Regions from separate parts of the Macaca mulatta genome. Here all the other regions are linked to region 1. The links are chromatin contacts, called in public Hi-C maps. All regions are on one chromosome and are shown on one strand. The core of a region is the stretch at or near the end of the contact, and the rest is flanking DNA. Distances in the headings are between cores, read along the strand shown. Region 1 holds the start of ZNF213 (zinc finger protein 213). Region 2 holds the start of ZNF75A (zinc finger protein 75a). Region 3 has its middle 8.3 kb from the start of MEFV.

Region 1 (5,071 bases), core at 1,415-3,914:
CTTTCAGAAAGGCACCCATGGCATGCTGTGCTTGTGTGCCTGCTCCTGGGGGCTCTGTGTCTCCCCTACCCTGTGAGCCTCTAGGAGACTTGTCTCTGCAGGGTACCTACTCGCCAGGTACCATCCAGGTGACTCTGGATATTGAAGGGCCCCTCACCTGCGGCCAGGCTTTCAATGGCTGCTTCTGTAGGTCCTCCACCAAGGCGACAGCCTCCTCGCCACTTCCTGGGTGCTGCTCGCGCACCCAGCCCTGGATCTCCCCTGGAAGCACCGTCAGGAACTGCTCCAGCACCAGCAGCTCCAGGATCTGCTCCTTGGTGCGCAACTCGGGCCGCAGCCAGCGGCAGCAGAGCTCCCAGAGCTGGCTGAAGGCCTCATGAGGCCCATGCACATCCCCATAGCAGAACTGCCGGAAGCGCTGGCGGCAGGCTTCGGAATCCCTGCTGTCCTCATGCTGGGCAGATTCCTGTTCCCAGGAGGAATCTTCCACTTTGACAATCAGAAGCCCTTCTCCCTCCCCAGAGGTCTGGTCCTGGGGCTCCAAGGGGGCTGCCATTCCCCTGGCCTGAGGCTCAGGGTTGGTCGGCCTCAACCTGGGCCCCAGAACCTGTACTTTTAGTCTCCCAGAGGGATCCCCTGTGGTTGCTGGGCCGGCATCTGGATGTGTACTCCTGGGGAAAGAGCAAAATGGCAGGACTGAGGAGGAAGGATGTGGAATACAGGAGCAAACCCCAGGCTGTAGAGCCATCCAGTCCCATCCTTTCATGGCCCTGAAGCCTTTTCTAGGCTTTACTGTAATGCCTTGCTCATGTGACTATCTCTATTAACACAGGCCCACAAGCTCTCATCCCAAAGCCAGAAATACAAAACCCGGGTATTTCATAACTCTTTGAAAGCAAAACCCAATATCAATCATTTGGCAGCACCACCTGACCTGATATAAGCATATTTATAATCTCAATTTATTCCACTAAATGTAAATATTCAAAATTATGGCAGAAATATTAATAACATATATCTTCAGTTTATAAAAATTCATTGAGCTATACCCACTGATGTGTTTTTCTGTATGGACATTATACATCAACTAAAAATCTTTTTTTTTTTTTTTTTGAGAGAGTCTCACTCTGTTGCCCAGGCTGGAGTGCAGTGGTGCAATCTTGGTTCACTGCAACCTCTGCCTCCTGGGTTCAAGCGATTCTCCTGCCTCAGCCTCCCAAGTAGCTGAGACTACAGGCACCAGCTACCACGCCCAGCTAATTTTTGTATTTTTAGTAGAGACGAGGTTTCACCATGTTGGTCAGGATGGTCTCGAACTCCTGACCTTGTGATCCACCCGCCTTGGCCTCCCAAAGTGCTGGGATTACAGGCATGAGCCACTGCGCCCTGCCTAATTAAAAAATTTTAACTGATGTGTTTCATTATTTAGTGTTGCCCCAGATCCCTCTGGAGATGTGCTTGATATATTGTATGTGCACTATATTAGTTTTCTCAAATTTGAAAACCTCTGAATTCCAAAACACATCTGGCCCTGAGGTGTCACAGAAGGCCTCATAGACACCATCCAAAGCCATTTATCCACAGGTACATATAAATGTATGACACCTTTATACCTTACATCGTTACTCTTTACTGAAAAGTGTATTATGCAATTTTCAGTAATCGATTTTTTGTTTCAACAATACAAATACAAACTGGCCGGGCTTGGTGGTTTATGCCTGTAATCCCAGCATTTTGGGAGACAGAGATAGGATGATTGCTTGAGGCCAGGGGTTCAAGACCACTTTGGGAAGACAATGTGAGACGCCATCTGTACCAAAAAACAAAAAAAGCCGGGTGGGGCTCCTGTAGTCCCAGCTACTGGGGAGGCTGAAGAGGGAAGATCTCCTGAGTCCAGGAGTTTGAGGTTGCAATGAGCTATGATCGCACCACCGTACTCCAGCCTGGGCAACAGACTGAGGCCGTCTCAAAAAAAAAAAAAAAGTAAAAAGAAAAAAAAAAAAAATACAAACCATCGTAATAAAAAAGGGGGGAAGATTCAAACAATACAGAAGTCCGTAAAACTCTCCCTTCCTCAATGCAATTGTACCCCCCGACTTAACAGTCTGACAAGTGACGTCCCAGACCTTTTCTCTGTGCTTTTACTAAAAAAGCCATCCATGGGGGGAGAAAAGAAAAAGAAGGTGCTTCATGTGTTTTTACATAAATGAGACCTTACTGCACAGACAGCGGCACTATGAGCTTCCGCGGTACGGATACGCTCCAGTTTCTTAATCAATACTCAAGTGATGCATTCGGGTTGTTTCCAATTATTTAGTCCACCCTAGGCGCTTTATTTATTCTGCTCCTCACAAGACCCCTGAAAGGTGCGTGCACCATTCTCATCCTCTGGTGACTTCGAAGAAGACTTTCCTCGAAGAGGGCCAGGACTCACCAGGGTCGCTCAGCAGGACACGGCAGGCGGGAAGGCGAGCCAGCCAGAGCCCCGTGCTGTCCCCCGCAGCCTCGCCCGCGGGGCGAGCGGCGATCGTGCAGGGGCGTCTGCCCGCGGACCAAGAGGGCAGAGCGGCGCGGGGGACCCAGCACTTCCTAGTAGTGCGCCCGCCCTCCGGCCTCTGCCTCGGGGCGCTGATCCCGGCCACCCGGAGCCCGGTGCTTGATGTCGGAGCCAGGCGGCCAGAGCCCCCGTCCCCGCCCCCGCCCCCGAAACACACAACGCCCACGGCGGCCCAGGAGACACCACTTCCGCCGCCAGTTCTCGGCGCCGGAAGTGGTCGCAGGGCTCGCTGGGAAACTACGCGGCGCAAGCATTCCCTAGCTCCCAGAAAGCCGTTCGTTCACTGAGCCCGCCTTCTCCCTGACTGATGGCCAATGAACAGGAAGAATTCTCAGGCTCCCTATTAGAAGACGGAAACGCCATATGCGTCATACACCTGCATCCGGGAGGAAAGGCAACGTTTTGCGTCTAGATTTGCTTTGTTTTCTTTCGTCGCCGCTTTTCTTTCACATTTCCTTGCGCCTCTGGCCCTTGAGCGACAAAAAGGGGAAGCCAAGGCTGGCCCGAGGAAAGGAGAGGGCATATGGCCTAGCCACGAGTGGAGCGCCTGCTCCGCCGGAAGGGATGCGCTGGAGCGGCGTTTTCCTTCCGCCACGGTCTTTCTATGCCAACTCGTAGGTGAGGGCCGAAAGGCCGTGGGCGGTGGAGCTTGGGCCTGGGAGACTTGTTTCCAGCCTCTTGGGTCCCGCTCCTCCCAATTCCCTGGAGAGGCGTGTAGCTTCCTGGGAAATGCCGTCGGGTAAGGGGCGCGGAGCCTCCTGCGGCGATCCTCTGTCTTCGGGTCGCCTTAGCAGGACGCGGCAAGAAGACACTGACCTGGCCGCAGTCCCGCGCTCTCCCACCAGCTGCTTCGTCCACCAGGAGCTGCGGGGCGTCAGGGATCCAACGGCCCTGAGGGATCTAGAGCAGGGGGGCTCGGGGTTCTCCTTTCCATACCCTCGGATCCTCTCCCACTCTTTCCACGCCTCGACCCGAAGATAATCTCAGGCTCCAGATATCTTTCATAAATGGAAAGAGCTTTCCTGGTTTGTTTTGTCTTAATTTTGTAGGTGTTGCATGCTTGGAAGAGAAAATTAAGAAAATTAATTGGCAAATCATAAAGATAGCTTTCTCATGATAGCCACAAGGCTTGCTCCCTCACTCTGCTCATACGTCACCCCCTCAAGGAAGCCTCCCGGAGCTCTGTAAACAGCCTCAGCTCTGCCTTGCTTTTCTCCCTAATGTTTATCACTACCTGACATATACTTGTGTAATATTTGTTTCCCACGACTCAACGATAAGTGTTCATGAGGGCAGACACTTTTTAATGCCCTACCACGAACACCTAGAATTGTGCCTGGCACATGGCAGATGCCTAGTAAATATTTGTTTAATGAATGAAGGTAAAAAACATTTCTAATACGACCATCCAGGAATAAGCACTGTTCATATTTTAGTCTGTTCTTACAGTTTTACTGTTGTTATATGTCTGTGAATGTGTATATATATATTATATATAGTTTATATATATATATATATATATATTTTTTTTTTTTTTTTTGAGACGGAGTCTCGCTCTGTCACCCAGGCTGCACTGCAGTGGCCCGATCTTGGCTCACTGCAACCTCTGCCTTCCGGGTTCAAGCGGTTCTCCTGCCTCAGCCTCCCGAATAGCTAGGATTACAGGCATGTGTCACCATGCCCGGCTAATTTTGTATTTTTAGTAGAGATGGGGTTTCTCCATGTTGGTCAGGCTGGGCTCGAACTCCCGACTTCAGATGATCTGCCTGCCTCGGCCTCCCAAAGTACTGAGATTACAGGCATGAGCCAGTATGCCCGGCAGAATTTTCATCTTTTAAGTCTGCCACCCTTGGACACTTACATTGTTTCCATCTTTCTGTATTTGTAGATATGCTTCTACATACACCTTTATGCATTTGCTTGAACATTTCCCTGAGAACAACCAGAAATGGAATTGCCAAATTACTTTGTGTACATATTTCTAAACTGTCCTCCAGAAAGAATGTAATGCTTTGATCTTCCACTTGAGAATCAAATGTTTACCTTCCTCTGTTCCTCCAGATTTGGACATTTACAGTGTTCAGCCTTTGTTGTGGCATTCCAGTTCAACTGGGAAACAGCTTGATGTAGCGTCCCCAGGTCCACAGTAATACATATTAAACTTTTTTTTTTTTGGTGCAGTGCTGCAATTTCGTGGCTCACTGCAACCTCCCAGGTTCAAGCGATCCTCCCACCTCAGCCTCCCTAGTAGCTGGGATTACAGGTGCATGCCACCACACCAGGCTAAGTTTTGTATTTTTAGTAGAGATGGGGTTTTACCAGGTTAGCCAGGCTGGTCTTGAACTCCTGACCTCAAGGGATCTGCCTGCCTCAGCCTTCTTCCAAAGTGCTGGGATTACAGGTGAGAACCACTGTGCCTATCCTATTAAACTTTTAAATCATGATAGTTACCATGTATGGAGTGTTTATATTGCCAGGCAGTGAGCTGAGTCCTTTACATCTCACGCTTATTCT
Region 2 (5,071 bases), core at 781-3,280, 170 kb before region 1:
ACAACATTTAAGATTTTCCATTGTAGGAATACTGGCAAAAGAGCTGAGACAGTGAGATCAAAATACAGTAGTACCCCCTTATCCAAGGGGTGTAAGTTCCAGTACATTCTGTGAATACCTAAAACCCCCAACAGCATCTAACTGCATTTTACTATTTTCTCTATGTATACATGGCTATGATAGTTTAATTTATAAATGAGATACAATAAGAGATTAACAATAAAACACTGTAATAAGTTACTTAAAACTGGCGGAGCGCGGTGGCTCATGCCTGTAATCCCAGCACTTTCGGAGGCCCAACGTGGGTGGATCACCTGAGATCAGGACTTCAAGACCAGCCCGGCCAATATGGTGAAACCTTCTTCACTGAAAATACAAACATTAGCCAGGTGTGGTGGTGCGTGCCTGTAGTCTCAGATACCCAGGAGGCTGAGGCAGGAGAACTGTTTGAATCCGGGAGGCAGAGGTTGCAGTCAGCTGAGACCGCACCAGGGCACTCCAGCCCGGGCAGCAAAGCGAGACTCCATCTCAAAAAAAAAAAAAAAAGGGTTAAAACTTATGAACTATTTATTTCTAGAGTTTTCCATTTAATATTTTTTGTACCGCAGTTGACAGCGGGTAAGTGAAACCCAGATAAAGTGGGGGGAGGGGTTACTACAGAAGGAAAGTAAAAAAGTAAACTATTTTCAGACCATGTCTCCCAAGTAAGCAAAAATATGCCCATCATTCTTCTTTGCAAGACACATAAAGCCTGCCATGCAGATGATTTATATTAATTTTTTTTTTTTTTTTTTTGAGATGAAGTCTCTTCCTGTCACCCAGGCTGGAGTGTAGTGGCGTGATCTCAGCTCACTGCAACTTCCACCTCCCGGGTTCAAGTCATTCTCCTGCCTCAGCCTCCCGAGTAGTTGGGATTACAGGAACACACCACCATGCCCGGGTAATTTTTGTATTTTTATTAGAGACAGGGTTTCACCACCTTGGCCAGGTTAGTCTCGAACTCCTGACCTCGTGATCCACCCACCTTGGCCTCCTAAATTGCTGGGATTACGGGCGCGAGCCAACGCGCCCGGCCTACACGCATTTTTAACTGTGCTTACTTGATCTGGACAAAATCACAACTGGTCTGTTTACAAAATATCACGTAAGAAAGGATATTTTATTTACAAAATATCAAGTCATATTTTCTTTTTGTCGCTGATGTCTACGAAATATCAACTCCAATAGGAGCTGGTGACGATGAAAGTGAAACTTTTGCTGACTTTACATTTCTCGGAAGGTCATTTAGACTTCTAAGTGGGGCTGAGGAGAGCCGTGAGCCTCACTTTTCCTGAAGTAAGCCAGCAGAAACGGCACCGAAATTCTGGCCAGGATGCCACCGGTATTCAAAGAAGTGGCCAGCGCCCCGCTGCCCACCCCGGCTCCGGAAGCACAGAGACACTTCCTGTGTTTTTGCATCAGCAGAAGCCGCTAGCCCTGAGGCTCAACCGACCGCATAACATCAGCCGGACACGGAAATGCCAGCGGAGGCGGTAAAGGGTCTGAGGTAAAGGAGCTGCAGGCACTGCTGCCTGCCAGCACTCGGATTCGCCACAGCTTGTGTCTGCGACAGGCGTGCCGGCGGGCACTAGGCAAGCGGGCAGTGTCCCAGCGAGCTTCAGCCGCGCCTCTGGACTATAGCTGCGAAAAGCAGGGAGAGAATGGTTTCTCGAGCCCGACGGGGGCCCCGCCTCAGGATCCAGCCGCGCGGCCCGGAAGCGCCGCGGCCGCCGCCTACGGAAAATGTCTGCCCCCCTGCGGCCGCCGCCGCTTCAGCGACTTCAGGGTCTAAGCCATAGGGGAAGCTGCTTCTCGGTTACCTCGGCCAGCCTGGCTTCCGTGAAGGCCGCTCCTCGCTTTCTGACGCTCAAACTCAAGCCGCCGCGCGGAAGGTTGCCGATCTGAGGCGCGCAACCGCCGTCCGACAGCGGTGCTGCCCTACCGCTGCCCTGTCCAGGCTCAGAGCCCGAGAGCCGGCCGGAAGTGGAAGTGACGCTTTCCGAGGGCGCGCGGAGGCCCGCCTTCCGGCTAAGGCGTCTGAAACCGGCCTACTTCCTCGCCAGAGAAACTGCTGCCGGCCCCGGAGGTGGGGAAGGGTTAACGCTACCGAGTCTCCAGACCCGCGGAAGCCTAGAGGGCCTTGCACCGGCTCACCGCGTGGCTGTCGCCGTCTGGTGTCCCCAGTGGGGGAGGCGTCGCACTGCCACGTCTGTTCTGTGTGGCTGTCGGGGCCCGGGAGCCTCGCCGGGTAAGGGTCGCCGCCCAGCTGCGCGCGCCGCGTCCTCGGGCTTCCCGCGGCCCGGCCGGCAGCGCTCGAGCTGTTGCTGGGCTCGTCGCAGCCTCCTCGACGTAGAGGCATTTTGTCCGGGTCGGGCCACTGGCTAGCTCAGAAACAACGGCCCCCCGAGGGTTTTGTACCGTTTTCTAGGTCTCGTGACGCATTCCCCACAACTATTTTTTCTTGTGAGGTAGGTTTGAACCTGTGAAATAGGTACTTTTTCTACCTCTCCTTGACAGAGAAACGAAGACCTAATGACTTGCTCAGGGTCACATAGCTCAGCAGTGGCGGCGGCTAATCGGAAATAGCTCTCCTGTTGTGATATCTTCTGCGTTTTCCACTCCAGTATTCTTCCCAGGAAAATGGGAACCTTGTTTTCATCTCGTATCTCATGCAGCGCCTAACATAGTCACCTGGATAAGATAAGCATTCCACACATATTTACTGAATCATAGTTATAAGAATCTAAGTGTTTTGGGTGTTCGGTGATCTCTGAATTAATCAGTTTTTGTAATGTCAGTCTGTACCAGTTGAGGGATTATTTAATAAGTCCAGTATGAGTGGTTTCCGAATTACCAGTTTTTGTAACGTCAGCCTATAGCAGTCAAGGGACTATTAAGTCAGCTATGCGTAGCCAGTGTTACAGAGCTGAGTAAGACGTCTTTGTCCTTGACTGGGCGCGGTGGCTCAAACCTGTAATCCTAGCACTTTGGGAGGCCGAGGCGGGTGGATCACGAGGTCAGGAAATCGAGACCATCCTGGCTAACATGGTGAAACCCCGTCTGTACTAAAAATACAAAAAACTAGCCGGGCGTGGTGGCGGGCGCCTGTAGTCCCAGCTACTCGGAGGCTGAGGCAGGAGAATGGCGTGAACCCGGGAGGCGGAGGTTGCAGTGAGCCGAGATCGCGCCACTGTACCCCAGCCTGGGCGACACAGCGAGACTCCGTCTCAAAAAAAAAAAAGACGTCTTTGTCCTTAAGCAGTCTATTGAAAGGACTGAGGCAATGTCATGAATATCAGTAACACAAAGTAAGAATAGGACATAAACTGAATTCTGTGAGAACTCCGAGAAAATCAGTTGATTTGGGGTTGGGGAAATTATAAAAGACCTTTTGTCCACAGGGATTTTGTCCACAGCAGGGTATGGAGACACATTCCAGGCAGAGGGAAGGGTGGGAGTAAAGGCTTTAAAAGCTGGAAATTATTAGAGTGTGAGATCTTAAGTACGTTTTTACTGAGTTGGGCTGCATTTAGAGGAAGAGTTTTAAAAGTTAGAAAACGAGTTTATGTAGAACTTATACTGCAGTCCTTTGAATGGGAATGAAAAGAGTGCATTTAAGAAAGTAAATCCTGAGGGGCCGGGCGCGGTGGCTCAAGCCTGTAATCCCTGCACTTTGGGAGGCTGAGATGGGCGGATCACAAGGTCAGGAAATCGAGACCATCCTGGCTAACATGGTGAAACCCCGTCTCTACTAAAAAATACAAAAAAAAACTAGCTGGGCGCAGTGGCGGGCGCCTGTAGTTCCGGCTACTCGGGAGGCTGAGGCAGGAGAATGGCGTAAACCCGGGAGGCGGAGCTTGCAGTGAGCTGAGATCTGGCCACTGCACTCCAGCGTGGCCAACAGAGCGAGACTCCGTATCAAAAAAAAAAAAAAAGAAAAAAGAAAGTAAATCCTGGAGCACCATTTGAGCATTTTTGACCGAGCTTCTTTCTAGGGCAGTTCATCTAAGGTAAGTTTAAGGTGAGAATGAAGATGAGAGGCCATTGCCAGGTCATTATGCTATGTTTGCTTTTGGATAGGATAGGATGTAACTCATCTTAGGCATAGATCTTGATCCCTTTTAAGTGAGAGAGAAAGATAAACAGATTTAATAATGAGCGTCTGCCTAAGTCACTTGAATATGTGTCTAAGTAGGTTCATTTCCTTAATATCTCAGCCAGGTTGGGACTTCATTTCTTCAGAAGTAAGTATTGTTCTCAGTCTATCAGAACCAGTGGACAGTAACGCCCTCAGCATTAAGATTCTTATCACTTGGCCCAATGCTGAATATATAATTAGCATTTATTAAGTTGAATAAGTGAAGTTCTGCTAGCAGTGCTAAGCAGTGCCCTTGGATATCGTTGACAGGCCTGATTCATAATATAGTTAGGAAGTTGGTTAAAGGGAGAAGAAAATGGAAAAGGGATTCATGGGAAAAAGAGGCATGCAAGGCACAAATTGTGAATAGTGAATGAGGGCCACTGATGATTTTCATTATGTGAGGTTTGCTGCCATAGTGGCTTATCCTTTGAAGCCCACAAATGTTTCTCGAGCCTTTCCTTTTGGTTTCATTCACCTCCCCTTGCTTGGGCACTGTTTTAGAGATGATGACCATAGCTGGCGCAGTGGCTCACACCTGTAATCCCAGCTCTTTGGGAGGCCTATGTGGGTGGATCACTTGAGGTCAGGAGTTCGAGCCCAGCCTGACCAACATGGCAAAACCTTGTCTCTACTAAAAATACAAAAATTAGCGGGGCATGGCGGTGCGTGCCTGTAATCCCAGCTACTTGGGAGGCTGAGGCACGAGAATGGCTTTAACCCTGAAGGCAGAGGTTGCAGTGAGCTGAGATTGCGCCACTGCACTCCAGCCTGGGCGACAGAGCCAGACACCATCTCAAAAAAAAAAAAAAAGAGACGACGGTACAGCTGAGAAGCATTGAAAGCAAATACATTAATTCTGAGACACCCACACAACTGCCATAGTGAACTGAA
Region 3 (5,071 bases), core at 1,858-4,357, 130 kb before region 1:
TGTCATGTTTCTGATTACTAGCAGACTGAGCATCTTTTCACGTGGTACTTTGTATTTCTTCTCTGAGTTGCATTTTTTTTTTTTTTTTTTTGAGACAGAGTCTCACTCTGTTGCCCAGGCTGAAATGCAGTGGTGCATTTCAGGATCTCAGCTCACTGCAACCTCCACCTCCTGGGTTCAAGCAATTCTCCTGCCTCAGCCTCCCAGGTAACTGGGACTACAGGCACATGCCACCATGCCTGGCTAATTTTTTGTATTTTTAGTAGAGACAGGGTTTCACTATGTTAGCCAGGATGGTCTCGATTTCCTGACCTCATGATCCACCCGCCTCAGCCTCCCAAAGTGCTAGGATTACAGGGATGAGCCACCACGCCCAGCCATGAGTTGCCTATTTAAGCCTTTGAGCATTAAAAAAAATTGTAGTACTTTAACATTTCAGGTATTATTGTATGTACAAATACTTTCTCTGTCACCTTTTTAATTTTTATTTTTTGAGACAGGGTTTTGCTCCATCACCCAGACTGGAGTACAGTGGTGCAATCACAGCTCACTGCAGCCTTGACCTCCTAGGCTCAAGCGATCTTTCCAATTCAGCCTCCTGAGTAGCTGGGACCACAGGCACACGCCACCATGGCCAGTTAATTTTGTGGTGGAGGGTAGATATGGGGTCTCCCTACATTGTGGCCTTTTAACTGTATTCATGGCTGTTTTTGTCATACTGAAGTTTTCTAATTTTTCTATTTAACTGAATTTTTAAACTTTTTCAGCTTTTTTGTCTTGGTTAGAAAGATCTTCCTCACTGCAACCTTTAAACAAATTTACAGATGTTACACTTTGTATTTCTTTAAATTATCCGGGCCGGGTGCAGTGGTTCACGCTTATAATCCCAGCACTTTGGGAGGCTGAGGCAGGTGGATCACAAGGTCAGGAGTTCAAGATCAGCCTGGCCAACATGGTGAAACCCCGTCTCTACTAAAAATACAACAAATTAGCTGGGCGTGGTGGCACACACCTGTAATCCCAGCTACTTGGGAGGCTGAGGCAGAGAATTGCTTGAACCCAGGAGGCAGAGGTTGTAGTAAGCCGAGATTGCGCCACTGCACTCCAGCCTGGGTGACAGCGTGAGACTCTGTCTCAAAAAAAAAAAAAAAAAAAAAAAAAAATTAAAACGTATAGACAACATAGAGGGAAAAGGCCAACTCCTACCCCCAATTCTACTCTTGAGAGATAGTCGTGTTTATTTCTTGCATTTCGCTCCAGATACTTAAATTTTAACAATATTTTTTCTCTTATTTACAAACATTGGATCATACTATCTGAACTTTACTGCAAACGTGCTTTTTCCACTGAATAATACGTAGACCATCTTTGCACATTAGAACACAGAAATTCACCGCACTGGGGCCGGGCATGGTGGCTCACGCCTGTCATCCCAGCACTTTGGGGGGCCGAGGCGAGCACATCACACGTCAGGAGATGGAGACCATCCTGGTTAGCACGGTGAAATCCTGTCTCTACTAAAAATACAAAAAAGGAACCGGGCGCGGTGATGGGCGCCTGTAGTCCCAGCTGCTGGGGAGGCTGAGGTGAGAGAATGGCGTGAACCCAGGAGGTAGAGCTTGCAGTGAGCCAAGATCGCGCCACTGTACTCCAGCCTGGGCGACAGAGTGAGACTCCGTCTCAAAAAATACAAAAACAACAACAACAAAAGAAATTCACCGCACTGTTTTCAGTGGATGCTGTGTAGTCCAAGGAATGGATTCACCAAAACTTATTCAGCCAGTGCCCTGGTAACAGACATTTAAGTGGTTTACAGTTTCTAACTAACTGGCAAGTGTGGCAGGCAGGGAAATGATCTAGGATGATTACCATCATTTGTGTAAGAAAGTGTCCCTGAGACTACCATGAAGGTGAATACGGCCTCGATATGCTTACCTGAAGACAGTAGTCTTGATGGGTAGGACTTAAATCGAACGTAGGAACTAGAAAAACAGACCATCTAGCTGGGTTTCCAAGCTTTTTCGTGGGCTGCAATACACTTGGATCAAAGGAACTCTTTCTTGACAGTTCAATATGTAAAACAGTTAAAAAGTAGTGGCTGATTTGGCATTAGTTGGGGGGGAGGGAAGGGAAGGAGGGAGGTCTATGCCTATGAAGCTCCTGAAATAAGAAACCAGATACATGTGCCTTCTTTGAGCCAAATCATTACCTCTCCGCTCATAGCATGTTACTAGATTTGTTCAAAAGCAAAAAACAAGTTTCAGAAACTGTATTCTAGGGTTCTGAGGGGGCAGAGTTTGAGAATCCTTGCTCTAGCCTGCCTCTGCTAATTATAAATGAGAAAACGGCAGTGCTGCTGTTAGGCTGAAATATCTGTTCCTTTCACAGCTTTGTTATAACTGGTAATTACCATTTATTTGTTCTCGGCCTCTTTGGAACAGGGATCTTGCCTGACACGTGCATACTCGCACGTGGCACGGTAAGTGGGACACAGTAGGCGCTCGTAAAATATTTGCTGTAAACATGAACGAAAAAGGGCGACAGGCTAATAACGGGTGGAAAGATTTTGGGGTCAGCACAGCCCCAGGACGTCCCATCTCCGTGGGCCGCGGGCCGTCCGGAAATTCGACGACTCCACTTCCCGGCGCCGCTCCCGGGATACCAGCGACAACAGCCGCTCCTTCCCGGTAAAGGACGCTCGGCCCCTCCGGCGAAAAGCCGCTATAGGCTGTCGCGGCTGCCAATCAGACCAACGAAGCCGCGAACCGGAGACCTCTGGGAGACGTGGGCCCCCGCTTATCCGCCCTCCAATTGGCTCGTGTGCTCCCGGGGCACTCTGGGAGATGTGGTTCTGGGAGTGTTCCGCGCATGTGCGTGCGTGTGAGGGCGGGGCGTCAGGGTCATAGTGGAGTGTCTGTCGCGCCTTCTGTGGGCCCCTCAGCAGAAGACACGTTTTCGGCAGAAGGTGCCCTGGGTCCCTTCCGTCCCGCAGGCAGCCCGAGACCCCGGCGGAAATTGCGCGCGGGTCGGGTCTCGCTAGACCCTAGCGCCTCTCCGAGTCCGGGCGCACTGCGGACAGTTCCTCTTTATCCTCGGCCGCTCTTCCTGCAGGTCTCCTCCCCCAGGCCGCTTCCCCTCGGGGCGCCGGGCCAGGGAGGAGAGGCCGGGCCGGAGACCCCCGGAGTGGCGCCGACTTCCGCTCGGGCGTGGGGTCCGCGGGGCGTCGGCGGGAGGGGTCCTGGAAGGGACGGCTGTGCCCGGTCGGGATTCACTGTCCTCTCCACAGAGGCGCTCCTGACAGTCATGCCAGGCGCCGCCCCGGGCTCTGGGGACGTCCGAGGACGCAGCTGGCGGTTCCTCCCGCGGTGCCCGGCACTGTTACTTCCCCGAATTCCCAGAACAACCCATTTGATAGGAAACGGAAGCTGAGAAAAATCGAGTTACTTACCCACGTCACACGGCCACCAGATACTTGAATCTCGTATTTCCCACCACTTCGTGGCTTACAGACTCATAAACAAGCAGTTGCAAAACAGGGTGATGCGTGGGAATGACAGCAGCAGGGGGCAGGGAAGGGAAGTGGGAAGCGCCTTAGACGGCAGGATTCAGCAAACGGAGCCCCAAAGGAGAGAGTGTCAGTTCTGCTTCTTGGTAAGAAAACACAGGGCCGGGCGCGGTGGCTCACGCCTGTAATCTCAACACTTTGGAAGGCCGAGGCGGACGGATCACGAGGTCAGGAGTTAGAGACCAGCCTGACTAATACGGTGAAACCCCGTCTCTACTAAAAATTACAAAAATTAGCCGGGCGTGGTGGTAGGCGCCTGTAGTCCCAGCTACTCAGGAACCTGAGGCAGGAGAATCGCTTGAACCGAGGAGGCAGAGGTTACAGTGAGCTAAGATCGTGCCACTGCGCTCCAGCCTGGGCGACGGAGTGAGACTGCGTCTCAAAAAACAAACAGAAGAAAAGGAAAAACAAGGGGGGTAGTTGCCTTCCAGACACAGTTTTGTTATTTTTCTGTCCCTTTTGCTAGCCTGTCAGCCCTCTGGTGGCCGGGGACTGCGTGTCCAAAGCCTGGCTGCTAGTCATGTCCCTATAAATATTGTATTGGTAGGACAGAGCGTTTTAAAGTTTTTGTAAGTTTTTTTGTTTTTTTTTTTTTGTTTTTTTGAGACGGAGTCTCGCCCTGTCGCCCAGGCTGAAGTGCAGTGGCGCACGATCTCTGCTCACTGCAAGCTCCGCCTCCCGGGTTCACGCCATTCTCCTGCCTCAGCCTCCCAAGTAGCTTGGACTACAGGCGCCCGCCACCATGCCCAGCTAATTTTTTGTATTTTTTATTTATTTATTTATTTTTTTAGTAGAGACGGGGTTTCACCATGTTTGCCAGGATGGTCTGGATCTCCTGACCTCGTGATCCGCCCGCCTCGGCCTCCCAAAGTGCTGGGATTACAGGCGTGAGCCACCACGCCCGGCCTTTATAAGATTTTTAAGCACAGGAAAGTTGAGGGAGTAACATGAATACCCACGTACTCTCCACCTAGATTTAATAATCAGAATAAATAATCTGTGTAGGCCTTTATTTTTTACAAACCCTCTTGTTTAACGTTACCGCATTCCAAATGAAACTCATTGGTGAGTGGTGTGGGGATCTATTCAGATCCCCATGACTGCAGCCCTTAAGCAGAGGTAAGGCCACCTGCCACACCCTACTTCCTCTCCCTCCGTTTCCATCCTGCTCAGGAGGTGCCGTCAGAAAGATCAGTTACAAATATGGTTATCTGTGCGTAGGGGCCTGGGCAGCAAATCTCATTAATCTGGGCTGGGATAGGCAGGTGGGTTGGTCCAAATTAAGGAGATCCTACAGAAACTCTTAGCTGCCTGCAGGATTCAACACGAACTCCTTAAGGTAGCAACAAGGGCCCTTTGTAAAATCTGGCCAGAAACAGGTGTCCTAGATGCTTCTTCACACCCCTCAGTATACAATGTATCCATATCATGTCAGCCTGGCCTTCAAAATTACCCAGAATCTGACCCTTCTGCCTCCACACTGGCTCAGGGCCCTGCAGTCATTTT

The links. A called contact is a pair of places that touch in the nucleus more often than the background predicts.
Region 2: a Hi-C map of blood shows a contact between it and region 1, with 4 times the contacts expected there. The contact joins the promoter of ZNF75A here to the promoter of ZNF213 in region 1. A contact is called at or near these places in 2 of 14 Hi-C or Micro-C datasets (blood and fetal cortical plate).
Region 3: a contact with region 1 is called in a Hi-C map of blood, with 4 times the contacts expected there. The contact joins the enhancer-like site here to the promoter of ZNF213 in region 1. A contact is called at or near these places in 2 of 14 Hi-C or Micro-C datasets (blood and liver).

Annotation. Positions count from the first base shown.
Region 1 is chr20:4,369,510-4,374,580 of T2T-MMU8v2.0, reverse strand. ZNF213 (zinc finger protein 213) reads right to left here and starts at 2,664. Exons shown (of 4, transcript XM_015125449.3): 1 at 2,435-2,664; 2 at 158-671. The coding sequence starts at 556. It overlaps LOC144337849 (a long non-coding RNA gene), which reads right to left. Exons shown (of 3, transcript XR_013411448.1): 3 at 2,932-3,893. LOC106994927 (a long non-coding RNA gene) reads left to right here and starts at 4,067. Exons shown (of 2, transcript XR_001441618.3): 1 at 4,067-4,958.
Region 2 is chr20:4,535,663-4,540,733 of T2T-MMU8v2.0, reverse strand. It overlaps ZNF75A (zinc finger protein 75a), which reads right to left and starts at 2,030. Exons shown (of 8, transcript XM_077985481.1): 1 at 1,860-2,030. It also overlaps a transcript of TIGD7 not described here.
Region 3 is chr20:4,498,632-4,503,702 of T2T-MMU8v2.0, reverse strand. It overlaps the pseudogene LOC100425905. Among named protein-coding and RNA genes, the nearest start is that of MEFV, 8.3 kb to the right of the region's middle. Within about 2 kb of position 3,107, at least 36 of the 40 cell types and tissues checked have an H3K27ac peak or open chromatin away from gene starts, as enhancers often do. A contact at or near this core is called in blood and liver, where this site is marked.